Regions from separate parts of the Mus musculus genome. Here all the other regions are linked to region 1. A link is a contact called in public Hi-C, HiChIP or PLAC-seq and promoter capture Hi-C data. All regions are on one chromosome and are shown on one strand. Each heading gives the region's core, a stretch centred on a gene start, on an enhancer-like site or on the middle of the called end of the contact. The rest is flanking DNA. Distances are from core to core; before and after follow the strand shown. Region 1 holds the start of Ccrl2 (chemokine (C-C motif) receptor-like 2). Region 2 holds the start of Wdr6 (WD repeat domain 6). Region 3 holds the start of Pdcd6ip (programmed cell death 6 interacting protein). Region 4 holds the start of Ubp1 (upstream binding protein 1).

What was found. Promoter capture Hi-C pulls out the DNA fragments that hold promoters and counts their contacts. Hi-C and Micro-C count contacts between places; a contact is called where the count stands out from the background. HiChIP or PLAC-seq counts read pairs in DNA pulled down with a chosen protein or histone mark.
Region 2: a contact with region 1 is called in an H3K27ac HiChIP or PLAC-seq map of bone marrow-derived dendritic cells, with 6 times the contacts expected there. The contact joins the promoter of Wdr6 here to the promoter of Ccrl2 in region 1.
Region 3: a contact with region 1 is called in a promoter capture Hi-C map of hippocampal neurons, with 4 times the contacts expected there. The contact joins the promoter of Pdcd6ip here to the promoter of Ccrl2 in region 1. A contact is called at or near these places in 3 of 39 promoter capture datasets (cranial neural crest, hippocampal neurons and pre-B cells) and 1 of 115 datasets of contacts at active chromatin or transcription factors (bone marrow-derived dendritic cells).
Region 4: a contact with region 1 is called in a Hi-C map of B cells, with 7 read pairs. The contact joins the promoter of Ubp1 here to the promoter of Ccrl2 in region 1. A contact is called at or near these places in 2 of 39 promoter capture datasets (cranial neural crest and pre-B cells), 1 of 484 Hi-C or Micro-C datasets (B cells) and 2 of 115 datasets of contacts at active chromatin or transcription factors (bone marrow-derived dendritic cells and large pre-B cells).

What each region holds. Positions count from the first base shown.
Region 1 is chr9:111,056,187-111,058,886 of GRCm38.p6, reverse strand. Ccrl2 (chemokine (C-C motif) receptor-like 2) reads left to right here and starts at 1,369. Exons shown (of 3, transcript NM_001302376.1): 1 at 1,369-1,506; 2 at 2,005-2,121; 3 at 2,448-2,700. The coding sequence starts at 2,459.
Region 2 is chr9:108,577,339-108,580,038 of GRCm38.p6, reverse strand. Wdr6 (WD repeat domain 6) reads left to right here and starts at 1,326. Exons shown (of 6, transcript NM_031392.3): 1 at 1,326-1,545. The coding sequence starts at 1,446. P4htm (prolyl 4-hydroxylase, transmembrane (endoplasmic reticulum)) reads left to right here. Exons shown (of 9, transcript NM_028944.4): 7 at 1-23; 8 at 200-323; 9 at 731-1,177. The coding sequence ends at 951.
Region 3 is chr9:113,706,993-113,709,692 of GRCm38.p6, reverse strand. It overlaps Pdcd6ip (programmed cell death 6 interacting protein), which reads left to right and starts at 1,434. Exons shown (of 18, transcript NM_011052.2): 1 at 1,434-1,794. The coding sequence starts at 1,586.
Region 4 is chr9:113,929,929-113,932,628 of GRCm38.p6, reverse strand. It overlaps Ubp1 (upstream binding protein 1), which reads right to left and starts at 1,317. Exons shown (of 16, transcript NM_001372510.1): 1 at 863-1,317. The coding sequence starts at 975. Gm39439 (a long non-coding RNA gene) reads left to right here and starts at 1,703. Exons shown (of 4, transcript XR_003948257.1): 1 at 1,703-1,902.

The DNA of each region.
Region 1 (2,700 bases), core at 120-2,619:
ATGTATATATGTGTGTGCATGTGTGTGAGTATATATGTGTGTGTCTCAGAGAGAGAGGGAGAGAGAGAGAGAGAGAGAGAGAGAGAGAGACTGATAAGATGAGAAAGGAGGCCATGATGGGGGAGGAAGGGATCTTAGGCAAAGAACAAGAGAAAAGTTATGATGGGATACATGTGACATGAAAGCAGAAGGAGAAACAGTCATGGGGTAGAAAGATGACCAACAAGAAGGGGCAGGGAAAGGGTTAGGGATGAATAAGAACAACGAATAGTGGCACATATGCATGAATATGCCATAATGAAATACTTTCTTTTGTATGCTAATTTGGAAAAAAAATAATCCTATGGCCTGAATGTGGACAGGCAAATGCTGGGAATCAGACCAAAATCAAGCAATACTGGAAGTTAGGGCCACACGACGAGAGAAGTCGGAGCGATCTTGAATTTACAGACCTGTCCTTTTCCTGGAGAGATTTTAGTTTACCATCAGGGTGTAACACAAAGCACAGAAAGCATATAGGGGACCGACTACCACCTCCACCCCTTACGCATCTAATGAGCACTGTGAATGCTTGTGAGTCTGCCTCCTGTCTAGGACTGAACTATGAACCACTTCCCTTACTCACAGGCCAGGTGTCATGGTGTGGCTCCGGGACATCTAGCTGCAGAAGGGAGAGATCTCAGGAGGCTGACAGCTCAGGGGACCCTGGACTGTAGCCATGTCCACGGGTAGACAGGGCATCCTGGGACCTGGAGATTCCCACTCATGCATAGATACCCCCTACTGGGGGAGGAGAGACCTTATTAGGAAGTGCCTCCGTTCTGGGTTCTCCCTGCTCCAGGGTGAGTTTCATTTTCTGTCCTAGCTTCCAGGATGCTCGGGGCTTAATGTTCACTCATGTTTATCTGGGCTCTTTTCTTTCTGTTTTCTTATTGGTCTCTTCATTACCTATTTCTGTTTTTATAGTTACACTTTCCGTTTCACATGCTGATAATGCAAAGGATGTGCCTAAATCACAGACATCACCTAGTCCCCAGATTAGGTCAGCCATAGCTACACAGAGTCGTGGGCCTGAGGGCAGTTTACACATGCTTCCCGCCCCTCCCCCCCAACTCTTTGAAGTTCTTCTTCTTCTTCTTGAAATACCCATCTTTAACCAGCATCCTTCTCCTCCCGCCCACTCCCTTCCACTCCAAGACCAGGCAACTGTCCAATTCCTTTCTTCATCCCCATTCTCCATTGGAAACCAAGTCTCCCCTCCTCACAGTCCACCTGACCGTGTCCCACACGTCCTCACACAGGACTTTCCCCCGGGGCTTCCCCTGAGCGGGGTCAGCTACATCAAGTGTCCCAGCATCAACTGCTTCCTTCCAGCTGCTTGCAACACTCTTTGCTTTCTGACGTAGGAATGCTCACACCAGACTTGCATTTAGCAGCGCTCCTTTTCTGTCCAGCTCTGTCCCCAACCTCCTTCCCGACTGATACCACTTGCTTCCATGTTCTCTGGTGAGTATGGACACGTTTGTACTCTGGAAACTGTTATCTACTCAGGGAACTTATGTCAGAAGCCAGGGGGTGGGGTGGTGCGTCTCGGCTTCTGACATCACACTCTGATTATCACTGGAAGCAGGCGTGGGTTAGTGTCCTTATCCGAGGCAGCCTGGAGGACAGCTGGCTAAGAGGTACAGAGAAGTCAAACTTGGGATACCGGGAGAGGGAGAGATGAAAACAACTTCTCAATTTCTCTGCGGCTGACAGAAGCTCCTGAGAGAGGCTTTCAGAACTTGATTCCAGCTGGCCCGTGAAAGCTGTGTCTGGACGGGAGAGCCTCAGAGGAATAAACAGTGCCTTCTCTGGCTTCTCCGGGTCATGACCAGTCTGTTCAGAAGGAAGTGGTGTTTCTCTGACCCCACTGTTCCCACAGCCCCCTGGATGGTAGATCATGGGGCTGCACCCTTCCCCACCCTTGGGAACTCAGTCAAACGGTTATCTTTATCTCGCCAGCTTGTCCTCGTGCTTGACCAGCGCAGTTTCACTTTTGCAAACATCTGTTTATATCCCTTGAGAGAAAAAATATCAAGCAACCTGCCTCAAACGACGCTGTTTTGTCCGGTGAGCAAGGTAAGAAACTGTTTTAAACATCTGGGAAGTAGGCGGGCACCAACTTCTGAAGCTTAAGCCAGTCTCTGGTTGTTTTTAACTCTTTGTTTTCTTAGATCCTATCTCCCACGTAGAGTCTCGTTTCAACCAAAGAACTTAAGTGGCTTTAACGTCCCTGACTCTTTCTGTACCAGGCAGTTTCTGTCACATTAGCAGCGTGGTCCCTGGGTGCTTAATGAGGAGATTTGAGTACGGCCGCCCACGCTGGGGTGGGGGGTGGGGGCATAGTTACTTTCAGTCTTTGGCTGTCGGATGGAGGGGAATCATGACCTCTGGTTTCCCCACAGGACAGCCTCCGATGGATAACTACACAGTGGCCCCGGACGATGAATATGATGTCCTAATCTTAGACGACTACCTGGACAACAGTGGGCCGGACCAAGTTCCGGCCCCCGAGTTCCTCTCCCCCCAGCAGGTGCTGCAGTTCTGCTGCGCGGTGTTTGCGGTGGGTCTCTTGGACAACGTGCTGGCGGTGTTTATCTTGGTGAAATACAAAGGACTCAAGAATCTGGGGAACATCTACTTCCTAAACCTGGCACT
Region 2 (2,700 bases), core at 77-2,576, 2.5 Mb after region 1:
ACAACAGGACCTATGATGAAATGGTAAGGGCCAGTGAGCTGTTATTACTCTTGGGCTGGTAGGGCCTTGGGCAAGTGTGTACACACCCTTCCAGAGCTGGGACGAGGGCACATCTGCCTGTTTTCCCTCCAGCCAACCTTGGCTGCCTGGTCCTGCAATGGCAGGCAGTCCACAAACAGCCTCACCTTGTTGCCTACAGAGTCTGATTCAGGATGATGTCGATCTCCGGGACACTCGAAGGCACTGTGACAAGGGCAACCTTCGTGTCAAGCCCCAGCAAGGAACTGCAGTCTTTTGGTACAACTACCTTCCTGATGGGCAAGGTGAGGGCTTTACTCATGGCCAGGTCTTGGGCTTCTCTGAGGGAACTCATCTCTCCCTCCTGCTCTCCTGGAGGACTGTTCCTGTCTTCCATAGCCAGGGATTTCAAAGCACAGTAGCACTAGTACAGTATCTTCGGTTATCTCCGCCCACCGTCCTTGCGCACCAGCCTTCCTGCTGTCTGGGGCAGGGAAACTTCTCTCCACAACCCAGGCTGGGAAGAGCTATAGCCAAGCTCAGAAGCAAGGAAGCTTGGTTAATTTTAAGGGCCAGTATGTTGACCATGCCTTAGTGGGTGAGACGCCAAGTCCTTCCATGGGGATTAGATGTGTGCACAGCTCAGGCTGAGCCAATCTAGGGTTTTCCCCTCCCTAACTTGTCCTTTGTTCATGTCACCTTCTTACCCCAGGCTGGGTGGGTGAAGTGGACGACTACTCGTTGCATGGGGGCTGCCTGGTCACCCGCGGCACCAAGTGGATCGCTAACAACTGGATCAATGTGGACCCTAGCCGGGCACGGCAAGCCTTGTTCCAGCAGGAGATGGCTCGTCTGGCTCGGGAAGGTGGCATGGACTCACAACCCGAGTGGGCCTTGGACCGAGCCTACAGTGATGCCCGTGTGGAGCTCTGACGCAAGGCCCTGATGCGAATCACCCGCTGCCCAACGTCAAAGACCCTGCAGGTCCTCTGTCCTACTGCAGACTGAAGTTCTGGCCGACCTCTTGCCCTAGCCCTCCCTGCCTGCAGCCGCGATCAAAGGCGCAGTTCCTACATTCACGTTATTTATTGGTGTACAGCCTCCATGCTGCTCCGTTAAATAAAACTACAGGGCTTCCAGCCAGGGGCCGGCGAGCTAAGCGCCCGCTTGGGGGAGGGGAGGCCCACCGCCCCTCCCGGCTAGTCTCATGTGTGTGTGTGTGGGGGGGTGACTCTGATCCGGCCAATCAGGAGCGGGATCGCGTGGGGGACAGGGTCGTCATTGGACGTCCGCAGCCCAGCGCCAGGGCTTTGCTACCTGTAGCTAAGGGCTTCGGAGCTCTGCAGCGCGGCTCTCCAGACGGCTGGTTCTCGCGAGAACGCAGCTCTCTTCTTGTCCGTGGCAGCCACAGCAGCTCCAGGAACGTCATGGACGCTTTCGGGGACTATGTCTGGCCGCGGGCGACTTCCGAGCTCATACTCCTCCCGGTTACGGGTCTGGAGTGTGTTGGGGACAGGCTGCTGGCGGGTGAGGCTTGGTCGGCTCTAGTCGTGCTAGCGGGCGAAGAACTAGCCTCTCCCTGGGTGGTCGCACCGGACAAAGGGATGCCCTGGGGAGGAGGATGGGCAGCGGGCTGGGGACTGGCGAGGGGTGGGAGTGGGGGGAATAAGGCAGGTTCGGAGGTGGCGGGAAACACAGGCCGGCGGAGGAGGGCGGGGCTCGAGAGACAGTGGCAGCTCTTCATAAATTGCAGCCAGCTTGGAAAGGGTGGACAGAGACGCTTGAAGGTGTGGGGGACGCAGTCGTTCCATGTTGGGGGAGGGACGTTGCACCCTCAGGTGAACGCAAATGATCAAAACCCCTGGAGAGGAAGAAAAAAAAAAAAAGGGCAGCCTCAGGGGGTGTGGCGGGAGTGTGGCTTCTGGAGAGGGTTGAAGCTCCGCCCCCAAAGATGAGGGGGCCAAAAAATTGCTTTCTGAGTAGAGCAGTATCCAGAGAGGCTGGGGCTTAGGTTCCTCTGGAGAACCAACTGGGGGGTCTGAGCCAACTGGGTTAGTAATCACATGTCTCAGTGTCTGGTGGTAAAGGTCTGAGATGGCTCTGAGGTGCCAAGTGTCCTGGAAGCAGTAGGGCCTGATGCGAAGCCATCCTTTGGTGATGGTGGTGTTGGGTTTTACAAGGACCCTTGGCACTGACAATTAGGCCTTGGGTCAGCCATTATTAGCCTCAGCAGGGCTGCGTGTTTGTCTTGTGGTGAGGGTATATTCTAGAGTTGATGTGTGTGTGTGCGTGTGCGTGCGTGTGTGTGCAAGTGCAAACATTGGGTTGCTCCAGTGAGCTAAACTCTCTGGAGGTGGGACCGGCAAACTTCAGGAAATGAAATCCGTAGAATTTTGAAGAAAGAGACATTAAGAGAGGAGTAAGGTAATGAGGAATCCTGACGAGTCCGAGGAGGAGGAGATCGTGGGAAACAAACGGCTGCAAGATGACCAAAAGGGAGCTGAGAGTCCCATTCTAGAAAACGTCTGTGGGTTCTATACACATGTATGGGGGTGTAAGAGATTCCCCGGGAAGTATGTGGATTTGTATAGAGGGAGGCCCTGGACAAGCCCCTCTTGAGCACAAGTTAGGAATGTTCCTAACTCAGAAGACGCTAGCTTTGATTCTGCTGTGTTAAATGCT
Region 3 (2,700 bases), core at 185-2,684, 2.7 Mb before region 1:
ATAAAAAATGAAAAAAATTGCGTGTTTGATGTGAAGGCTTGATAGATTCAAGTTAGTTTTGCCTGGAATGTTTCATGGACGATATTGTTCATCAACATTTGCTCCATCAAGAGTGGTGAGATGGCTCAGCAGGGAAAGGTGCTTGCTGTCAATCATGCCCACCTGAGTTCCACCCCTGAGACCCACGTGGTAGAAGGGACTGATTCCAGAAGTTGACCTCTGACCTCTGAGTACTCCCCAATAAATAAACCATAATAAAAATAAACAGTAAAAATACCAGACTTGTCTTCTGGGAGGCCTTCAAGAAACATTCTATGTATGTGCGCGTGAGGGCTGGCCCCAGAGGAGGCCCCAAGAGGGTGATGGGTCGCCTTGAGTTACAGGTGTTGAGTGTGTTCCTAAAGAGGCTACTGGGAACCCAGGTCGGCCTCTCACTCAGGCAGAGCAGCAAACAGTCTTTAACTGCTAATCTATTTCCCCAGTTACCCAGGGAGGCCTTTGTAAAAAATATAAAAAAAATTGCTTAAGTACGACTGATTGTACTAAATAGATTCTAGACACTGACTACAAGTTTCATAATGATTTGTGGTGTCACTCTTCAACTTCCTTTCATTCTAGTCTCTACTTCCCTTTTAAGTTCTGGATATGGGATACTCGTGCTTTAGGTCTGGGGCCTCTTCCCACTTAAGTCTCTCCACCCGTGCTCTCTTTTAATGTCAAATTGCGAGTATTCTTTTAAATTCATCTTCTGGGAGGATGTTTCTTAAATTATCTTGCTTATGCTATGTTCTTCTAAGAGATCTCTTTTTACGTACCTTACTACCGACTGTGTCCTTACCTGGAAGACTGCACGAAGGCAGGGACTTTTTCTACTTTTGCCCTGGGGGGTGGGGGTGGGGGTAAGGCTGCACACACAATGGACCTTCAACCGCACATCACAATACTCCCCAGGGTCTGGTCTCATAGGAGAAAGCATAACAAAGGAGCATTTCACCACCGGGCAGAATATATTGACCTATAAAATTAATTTTTGTAATAAAAAAGGAAAAATACAATCAATTAAAAATATTTTAAAAAGAAAAATAGAGCAGAATCTAAGGAGAATTTAAAATCTTCTTGAGCCGGGTGGTAGTGGCGTATGCCTTTAATCCCAGCATTGGGGAGGCATAGGCAGGAAGATCTCCGCGAGTTCGAGGCCGGCTTGGACTACAAGTCAGTTCCAAGATAGCCAGGGCTACACAGAGAAACCCAGTCTCGAACAAAACAACCAAACCAAACCAAAATAACCAAAAGAATCTTTTTGAAAATTTAATCATCGCAGTAGGCTACCGCCTGATCCCACCACGCAGGCGCCGCACAGGCGAGCCCAGGTGAGCGACGCTTTGGTGGCACCATCACGTGACCGAGCGGCGCGCCCCTCCGACTGCGCCTGCGCGGGGGCTCCCGGAAGTGGCCAGCTCGAAGCGCTGGCGGCCCAGTCCGTCGGCCCGTCGGTCCGCTCCTCCGCTGCCGGTGCCGAGCGCGCCTAGGCCGTGGTCGCTGTCCCTCCGTCTGTGCGGCCCGACGCGGCGGCCGGGCGCTCACCATGGCGTCGTTCATCTGGGTGCAGCTGAAGAAGACCTCGGAGGTGGACCTGGCCAAGCCGCTGGTGAAGTTCATCCAGCAGACGTACCCGAGCGGCGGCGAGGAGCAGGCCCAGTACTGCCGTGCGGCCGAGGAGCTCAGCAAACTGCGGCGCTCGGCGCTCGGTCGCCCGCTGGACAAGCATGAGGGCGCCCTGGAGACGTTGCTGAGGTGGGCCCGGGCGGCGGGGCTCCCTCCCAGCCTCCCTTCCTGTCCCCGCTCCCCTCCCCAGCCTCGCTTCCTCCTCCCTTCATAGCCTTTTCCTCTCCCCCGCGCCTGGCCTCCACTCTGACTCAGGCCAGCAGCGTAGGTGTGGTCAGCATTCTTTCCTGGTGAGAGGACTCATAACCCTGTCCTCCCTTCCGAGTGCCTTCTGTCACCGAGGCTCCTTACCTGGGAGGACGTCTGCCGTGTAATGATCTCTCTGGTTACAGCCGTTTGACCGGTTTTCACTTTTTGGGTGTTACAACTGGAGTCTCCCTTTTACAATCCCTGTTTGTGACTTTATTGGACCACGTCTAGATTTCCTAATAATAGTTACGAAAGGGAAGGGAGAGAATTTGGACACTAAACCAAATGTCGGTGACTTATTATATTGTTCACTTGAAGTAAGTCATCTCATGTTCCAATAATCAAGTGACAGACTGACAGTTGTAAAAGTTAGGAGCTACAGTCGTTTGAAAGAAAACTTGAATGACATAGTAGACCGCTGAGACTGGTTACTTAAAAATCTTTTGACACGGGCGTATGCACGTATGGAATACCCTGGTCCTTTTTGCAATTGGTGACAACCCAGGTACTTGATAATGATAACATTTCCGTGATACCTTATGATCCAATTTCTGGTAATATGATCTTGTTTCATGCAAGGGACGCTGGTGGATTAGGGTGGGAACAGAGCTGTCCAGAGACACCCCTTAGTTTTGGCATCATCTTGCTCCCGTGATGTTTCCTGCATGTGTTGCCAGATGGCCACTAGCAGCCCTTACCGTAGTTAGAATGGCTCCCAGCACTGAGTAGACTTTATCTGTTGACAGAGTGAGGAGCCAGATTTCAAACAGTTCTCTCACGAGAGTT
Region 4 (2,700 bases), core at 68-2,567, 2.9 Mb before region 1:
AGACCAGCTCTGACCCAGGGCATTTCTCTTAGGGTATTAACAATGCTTCTGACCTCCCCTGGGCGGCAGGAAAGGTAGGAGAGCCCCAGGGAGCCCACATCGCACACTTTACACAACCAACCATACTGCTGAAAACTAAGTACTACACTTAATTCACACGTTTCAAAAACCACTCCGTTTTTTACCTCCTTGGGTAAACCATACCCTACACAAGCCATATTCCAACATCGAAACAAAGGGCTGCCGAGCCACCAAGAACTCTTCAACTCTTTCGGGATAAGTAAGGGGCAGACACACTTGGCTCCTATCTGTTTCCGCCTCTCCCAATTACACAAAAAGGAACAGCTGCTGGTGCAGACAGCAGTGACTAAACTATTGTGTGTGGCACAATCTTAAAGCCCTCTGCAAAAGGAAACAGCCTGAGGGGAGTCACTTTGAGAATGAAGAAACCTAGCAAGGGCCCAACTTCACTCTCAATCAGGAGACTATACAAGCAAGTCACTGCGCTCGCCAACCCTCAGGGCTACTTTCACTCACAATATAACTTACTATCAGAATGTCAAGCGGCTGAAAGTCGCAGGCCACGCTACCAGGCACCGTAGGAAAAGCTACAGTTTTCCCATTAGAAACAGTGCCTTTTGTACAGCCTACTCCAGCTAAAAGGACTCGTAAATCACTTGGAAAGAAAGTCCCTGCCCCTCTGACCCAATCTCAACGGCTAGCGCGGCTTCCCCAGGCAGAAGCGACGGGGTCCTCCGCCGCTAGCCGCCCCCGTCGGCCTCCCAGGCCACGGCGCCACGCGGCAGGACCCCGACCCCGCGGCCCAGGCCCCGCCCGGCGGAGGCAGCCGCGCGCCCCTTACCTCATGCTGTAGGCGCCGGCGCCCAGCTCCTGCCCGATGCCGGACAGGCTGGAGTCGAAGTCGTGCACCAGCCCGGACTCGATCACCTCGTCCATACTGAGCACCCAGGCCATCTTCCGGCCTCGCCGCCGCCCCGCGCAGCGCGGCCTCCGGGTCCGGGGCGAAGGCGCCCGAGCTCCGCGGGCGCGTCCTGAGGGAGGACGCGGGTGAAGCCTCCGGCGGCGCGGCGAGTGGTCACCTGCGGCGGCGCGGGACGCGGCTGAGACGAGAGCGGCCGAGGCCCAGCTGTCAGGGCACAGCGTGCGGGCCAGCAGCTGCGGCGGGAGCGACCGGGCCGCGAGCCGCGCCGCCCTCCCGCGGCCGCCGGCCCCGCGCCTCATGCCGCCGCCCGCCCCCGGCGCCGCTCCCGCGGCCGCCGCCCGCCCCGCCCCACAGCCCCAGCGCGCATCCCCCCGGCACGCCCGTCACCCGCTCCCGGGCCGCGCCCCCCCCCCCCCAGCCCTCTGCCCGCCCGCCCAGGCTCCAGCGCCCCTTCGCCCCGGCCAACCCCGCCGCCGCCGCTCCGCCGGCCCGGACGCAGCTTCGATGCGGCTCCGGCTTGGGCTCGCTCGCCGCTTCCGCCTCCTCCTCCGGCCCCGCCCCTGCGGCCGCTCCCCTCCCAGGCCCGCCCCTCGCGGCCCCGCGCCTCGCGGCGGCACTAGCGCCTGGGCCGAGCGGCGCTGCCCGGCCCCCGCGGTGTCGCGGCCTGGCGGCGGAAGAGGTGTGACCGGTTACGCTCGGCTGACTGACAGGTCTTCTGGGCAGTCACGGCGAAGCGGCCGGAATGGATTCCCGTGAGCCTCTGCGTTCCCGGCTGAGCCACCAATCAAAACGCTCTTCCCCTCCGGGACTAAATTGACTGCCATAAGTAAGAGCTCATTGGCCCGCACTGGAGGAAGTGGTTCCAGGTCCTACTTCCGTCGGTTCTGGGAAATACCCTTTCGTCGGCTTTTGCCCCCGCTCCAGAGAAAAGCGGGTACATCTCGTCTGATGTAAGCTAGGTCTGTTGTGCAGAAGATCTTGATTGGCAGGAGAATAAGCCAGTCAGCCCTCCCTAAAAGGTCCCCGCCCCTCTCAACTCAACTTTAATCCGGAGGCAGAAGCATGCTGGTCTGAGTTCGAGGTCAGCTTGGTCTACTTGGCGAGCTCCGGCTGAATCAAGGTTATATACAAGGGCTTGTCTCAAAACAAAACAAAGCAAATTTGCAGAGCCCAGAAGATCTGGTGACGCACATAGCACAAGAGTGTGTGACACCCTCGTTATTCCTTAATCATGTGCGCTAACACAAACCATGCAAATTGCTGTGAGAGTTAACGTGAAGAAAACTAGTGTTTTTCTAAAACAAAAGACAACAAACAAACCCGGGAGGTTATGGTTCAGGTAGCACGAAGACAAAACAAACAAACAAACAAACAAACAAACAAAAACCACACACACACACACAGATACCCGCAGCAAAAGACAAAGAATACACTAAGCATAGAGACTTCCTATCTATGCCCAAGTGCTCCCTTTTACTGCTTCATGGAAGTCTGTGTCTGGGTATCCCTAACAAGCTTTGAGAAGAACTGCTCCCTCCAAGCCGGCCCTCGATTATTGCTTTTTTCACATAATATTGTTTCCAAAGGATTCGGATGTGGGTCCAGCAACGTTCATTTGACAGGTTTATTATTAACTGTTGGAAATAACGGGGGAAGGGGGAGTAATTCTCTGATTCTTGGGACAAGTGTAATTGTGCTATCATTTGTCTCTTTAATCAGTTTATGCACTAGAGTACTCACACATATGTAGAAGCACA